2 separate regions of the Triticum aestivum genome follow, and region 1 is linked to region 2. The links are chromatin contacts, called in public Hi-C maps. All regions are on one chromosome and are shown on one strand. The core of a region is the stretch at or near the end of the contact, and the rest is flanking DNA. Distances in the headings are between cores, read along the strand shown.

Region 1 (2,944 bases), core at 425-2,924, 660 kb after region 2:
AGGGTCCGCACGCTTAACGTCCGTTGACGATATGGTATTATATGCGTTATGTATGTTGGTGACCGAATGTTGTTCGAAGTCCCGGATGAGATCACGGACATGACGAGGAGCTCCGGAATGGTCCGGGGGTAAATATTGATATATAGGATGATATGGTCCGGCCAAGGGATGAAGCCCACGAGGCTTTAGGTCGGTGCAAAAGGAGTTTTGTGGAGGCCAAGGGGCCAAACGCCGGAGACCCTGGCGTCTGGCCCTGGGCCAGACGCCGAGGCCCATGGCGTCTGGGCCAGACGCCAAGGATTGTGGCGTTTGGTCCTGGAGTCCGAGTGGGACTCTTGCCTTTCGGGCAAAACCGACTTTGAGGAGGCTTTTGTTCCAAGTTTCGACCGCGGGGCTCAACATATAAATAAAGGGGCAGGGGTAGCACCAAAGACACATCAAGAATCACCAAGCCGTGTGCCGGCAACCCCGTCCCCTCTAGTTTATCCTCCGTCATAGTTTCCGTTGTGCTTGGCGAAGCCCTGCGGAGATTGTTCTTCACCAACACCGTCACCACGCCGTCGTGTTGCCGGAACTCATCTACTACTTTGCCCCTCTTGCTGGATCAAGAAGGCGAGGACATCATCGAGCTGAACGTGTGCTGAATGCGGAGGTGTCGTACTTTCGGTACTTGATCGAGATGGATCGTGAAGGTGTACGACTACATCAACCGCGTTGATAAACGCTTCCGCTTTGTGATCTTCAAGGGTATGAAGACTCTCCCCCTCTCGTTGCTATGCATCTTCTAGATAGATCTTGCGTGAGCGTAGGAAATTTTTAAAATTGCATGCTACGTTCCCTAACAGAATTAGCAAAATCAAGGCACTCAGATTACTCTTTGTCCACCAAGGACATGATAAAGGTATATTCATGCTCACACGAAACTACGAGGGAAATGTACCTTATCCCTGCAAAGAACCAAAGACCAAAGCACCAATAGCCAACCACGCAATCAAGCCAAACAAACACTTTAGATAACCTGTTTTCACTTTCACACTGATAAAAAAAGGAAGTGACATGGCAGCGCACGGTACTTTTAGCATAGATGAAGCGAGGGTTATTTTTCGTTAGTCTCGCCGACTTACTTCAAAACCTCTCTGAAACTAGGTACAAACCTTAAAACCACCCAATTGTATCGAATCAGAGCCACGTGAGAGAGTATGGGTAGGCGAGAGAGGGTTTCTTAAACTAATGATTTATACTACCTCCATTTTGTTTATTAGTCCCTCTTATATTTTAGATCAAACTTTAACCTTTAACTTAACTACCAAAAAATAAGTTGTATGCTACAAAAGTAGTACCATCGAAAACCACATTCAAATATGAATACAACAAAATAACTATTATGACATACTATTTTATTTCATTGTCAAATCTGTGGTCAAAATTTGTTATAAAATATGAAGAGCACCAGTAATCCCAGACGAAGATAGTACTACAAAAGTAGGTAGATGTAAAAAGAAATGACACTTAGCCGTTCAGTCCTCATCGGTGTGACCCCGAAGTGTACAAAAAACTTTCCCATCGCACCGTCGGCTACGACCTACGACTGCCCAAGTCAACCTCCTACCGAACTCTCACCAATCGCGAGGCACATCCAACCCCCGCCCTTCCGCCACATAAGACGGCCGTGCTCCGCTGCCCCGCTCCACCCACCGCCCACGCGCACACCGACACACTCCCACGCATTCCGCCCCCCACAGGCCACAGATCTCGCCATGGCCGACGCCGGAGCTCGCCTCCCGCTGCTGCTCCTCCTCGCCGCCGCGGGGGCCCTCCTCCTCGCCTCCCCCGCCGCGGCGGAGATCCGGGCGGAGTCCTTCCGGGAGGACCCGCGCCACACCATCCTGTTCGAGAAGTTCGGCTTCTCCAAGACCGGCGCGGTCCGCATCATCCTCTCCGGCGCCGCCGTCTCCTCCTCCTTCGCGCGGGCGGACCCCAAGCAGATCGGGTTCTTCCTCCTCGCCGACGAGTCCCTCCTGCAGGCCGCCTCCGAGTCGCGGCCGCCACCGGAGAAGCGCGCGGAGCCGGACGACCCGACCGGCGCCGACGAGCCCGACCTGTCCGGGTGCGTCCTCTCCAGCCCCTACGTCAAGAAGCTCTTCACCTTCTTTGACATGGAGGGCGGGCACTACAACAAGTCCTTCCCGGTCACCCACCCCGACGAGTACAGCCTCTACTTCGCCAACTGCGCGCCGGAGTCGCTCGTCTCCATGAACGTCCGCACCGAGATGTACAACGCCAACCCGGACGGCTCCAAGGACTACCTCCCCGTCGGCCAGGCGCCCGTCCCGGCCATCTACGGCTTCTTCGCCTTCGGCTACGCCGCGTTCCTCGCCGGGTGGGCCTACCTCACGCTCTCCCGCGACCGCGTGGCGGCCAACCAAATCCACCACCTCATGTCCGCGCTCCTCGTGGCGCGCCTGCTCTACTGCCTCTCCGCCGCCGAGGACCAGCACTACGTCCGCGTCACCGGCACGCCACACGGCTGGGACGTGGCCTTCTACCTCTTCCAGCTCATCAAGGGCGTCATCCTCTTCGCGGTCATCGTGCTGGTCGGCACGGGCTGGTCCTTCCTGAGGCCCTTCCTGCAGGACCGGGAGAAGAAGGTGCTCATGGTGGTGATCCCGCTGCAGGTCATGGCCAACATCGCCGACGCGGTCATCGGGGAGACCGGGCCGTTCATGCAGAGCTGGGTGACATGGAACCAGATCCTGCTCTTCGTCGACGTCGCCTGCTGCTGCGCCGTGCTCTTCCCGGTCGTCTGGTCCATGCGGTCGCTCCGGGAGACGTCCAAGACCGACGGCAAGGCGGCGCGGAACCTGTCCAAGCTCACTCTGTTCCGGCAGTTCTACACCGTGGTGATTGGGTACCTGTACTTCACCAGGATCGTGGTGTTTGCGCT
Region 2 (2,800 bases), core at 121-2,620:
TCGAGCAGCATGTGGAAGCTGGCGTCCACGCCATTGACGGCGATGGTGACGACCTTCTCGTTACGCTTGAGAACACCCTGGAACTTGCCAAAGCGGACATACCAGGGCGTGCTGCGGTAGGAGCCGTCGGGCTGCTCAACGACGATGATGTCGACGGCGCCGCCGAAAGGGTGGAAGGGCGTGGCAACGGAGTACATGCCCTGCGAGAGGACACGCCCCACCCCGCGCCCCACCATCCCCACCACGTCCATCTCTGCACGAGCCCTCGATCGCACGCATCAAACACTCGGCGATCCGCTCGATTCGTCCAATCGCTTCATCAATTTCTGTAATCAAATGAACACAAAGCATGAGATTGTATCCGTACTCCCCCGCGCAGCAAACAAATCAACTCGACCAGAACAGAACTCTCGTAACAATCCAAGCAAGTTAGGGTTCGCCACCAACCGAGGGAAAATCAATCCGAGCCCGGGTACGGACAGATCTCGACTCCACGCCAGGTCAGGTCAGTGGAGCGGGCGAGGACGTGGGCGATACCTCCGAGGTGGCGCGCGTGCTTGGGTGGAACAAAGGCGGCGGAAGGTCAATTGATGCTGTGGGGGACGGAAGGGGGGACGGGAGGAGAAGAGGCCGGGCCGGAGTGGGGGTGTTTTCCAGAGAAGTTTCCCGAGCTGTTCTCGCAGGATATTACGGAAAAATATAGACGTGTCGGGCCTTTTTTTTTCGCAGTTTCTCTTCAGTCATTTGGTATTATTTCGTGATATAATTGCTGGTAATATTGGCATTTGAATTCGAACTTCCAAGTGTCCTGAGATCTGCTGGAACATTATCGCGACAGATTACCATTAGTGAAAAAACTCGTGCTGCTCGTGAGCTGACTCATGAAGATGTTCAAACAGAAACCTGCTTAAAAAAACAAGCAGAAAATGTCCAAAAACCTGCGGGCATTTTCCAGACCTCGGTTACCCAGATTAATACTGTAGCCCGCATGCCCATCATCGATTCCCAGGCGAGGCAAAACCCACAGACCCCCCGATTCCCAAGCCCAGAAGAGCAGTCGCCTCCTTCCTCCGGCAGGGAAAGCTCCGCGAAACTTACGCCGCGAGCAGTAAAACCGGGACGCGAAGTTTCCTTCCCGGATGAAGAAGGGGACGGAAACAAATGCCAAATCGAACTGGATCCAAATCAACTAGTAGTAATCGGAGAGGGAGCGCGCAGGGCGGGGACTCACCGCGACTGGGCTCGGCCGCTCGCCGCTCCTCTCCGGCGGGCCCGTTCGTTCGTTGGGGGGCCCTTCGCGTCGGCTCCGGAGGGGTCGCTCGCGCCGGCGTCGCGGGTCGCTGGGGGGGGTGGGAATTGGGGGGAGACCGACGGGGGGTGAAAAGGGGAAGGGGATAGGCGGGCGTTCAGAGCCGCATTTATAAGTGAGCCCGTCCTCCGCACGCGGAGCGCACGTGGGCCGTCGCGGCCCGCCTCGCCACATGAGCGCTGCTCGGTGTGGGATGACATGTGGGGGCACGCGGGTGTCGGGGACCACGTGTCATTGAGAGGTATATGCGGACTGGTGGCCGCGGAGGAATGAACGAACATGTCGCCACGTCGCGCAGAGATCGTTGCAGGCAGAGAGTGATCGCCCGAGCTGCCTCAGTTGTCGTCCGCGTCCTCATTTTAAAATCCGAATCATGAGATGCGTTGCTGAAGAACGGGACGTGAGAAATTCTGAGCGTGAGAGGCTGTCACGGTGGGCCAGGCAGGAGTTACGCCGCCGCAGGGCCCACCTGGCATGGTGTTGAAGGCTTTTTCGTCGCAGGAATAGTTGGTTGCTGGGCGTAGTAAAGCCTGTGATGGCGTTGTCTTTTCTTGTTGCCTAAGCCTAACCGCATCCACCCAACCTATTTATTGTACCTGTGTATAGCAGCGTACTGGGGAAAGAAAATGGAATAGCAACCCTACCCTTCACCGATCGCGCCGTTGACTGGCAGTTCGACGTAGCATCAAAATTGCGAATTCTGGCTAAAATGTGCAAGTTACGAGCGCATGCTCATTTGACCGAGAAAGGCATTTTCGGTACCAATCTCGGGAGAGGGGCATTTTCGGTACATTGCCGTACCTTTAACAGCCCCGAGCGTCGACGTCGTGGTGTGCGTCCGTACGTACGTGATCCATGCGCGGGGGCAAACGAGACGATGGCGTGCGGATCTTTGCCAGCCACCACTTGACAAGCGCGGTTATCCGGGCGAATATGCCTGCGTGCCTGGTGGCCTCCAGAACGTACCGCCCGGTTGCTTTCCTCCCATCCATCTCGTGCGTGCGTGCGTGCGTGCACCGTCATTCCCCTTCCATTTTCGGGCCATTCCGCCGGTGGTCTCTGCGGCTGCTGCTGTGCGATAGTACTCCACGCGCGCGGTGCCTTGTGGCGTGAAGCGAACGCGTTCGGGTATACACGATTTGGTCTGCGTTTCCAGAAGCTCTTGGCAAGTTGGGGTGAAGGGTGCGGCGCTGCACCGTATCGCCGCGGACCAGCCACGGCCACACGACCGCCGGGTCGGGTGGATAGACGAGACGGTGGTAGGATCCAACAATGACTCAGGAATGATCAGGACGCACGAGGGCCAGAGAACGAGATGGGACCGCCGCGCGCGCGCGCAGCCCGGCCGGGCGACGCATGACGGGGCACCACGGTAACCGGCGTGGCGTACGACTGTACAATACAAAGAGCGTGCGTGCGTGCGGTGGCGGTTGGCAGAGGCAGGCAGGAAAGTAGAATCCTTTGCTCCGACGCATGCCCGCCGTTGGTTAC

Evidence for each region. A called contact is a pair of places that touch in the nucleus more often than the background predicts.
Region 1: a contact with region 2 is called in a Hi-C map of leaf, with 6 times the contacts expected there. The contact joins the promoter of LOC123059275 here to the promoter of LOC123059257 in region 2. A contact is called at or near these places in 2 of 5 Hi-C or Micro-C datasets (both in leaf).

What each region holds. Positions count from the first base shown.
Region 1 is chr1A:486,578,974-486,581,917 of IWGSC CS RefSeq v2.1, forward strand. It overlaps LOC123059275 (protein CANDIDATE G-PROTEIN COUPLED RECEPTOR 7), which reads left to right and starts at 1,675. Exons shown (of 1, transcript XM_044481881.1): 1 at 1,675-2,944. The coding sequence starts at 1,758.
Region 2 is chr1A:485,918,515-485,921,314 of IWGSC CS RefSeq v2.1, forward strand. It overlaps LOC123059257 (phosphatidate phosphatase PAH1), which reads right to left and starts at 1,371. Exons shown (of 11, transcript XM_044481867.1): 1 at 1,232-1,371; 2 at 1-326. The coding sequence starts at 251.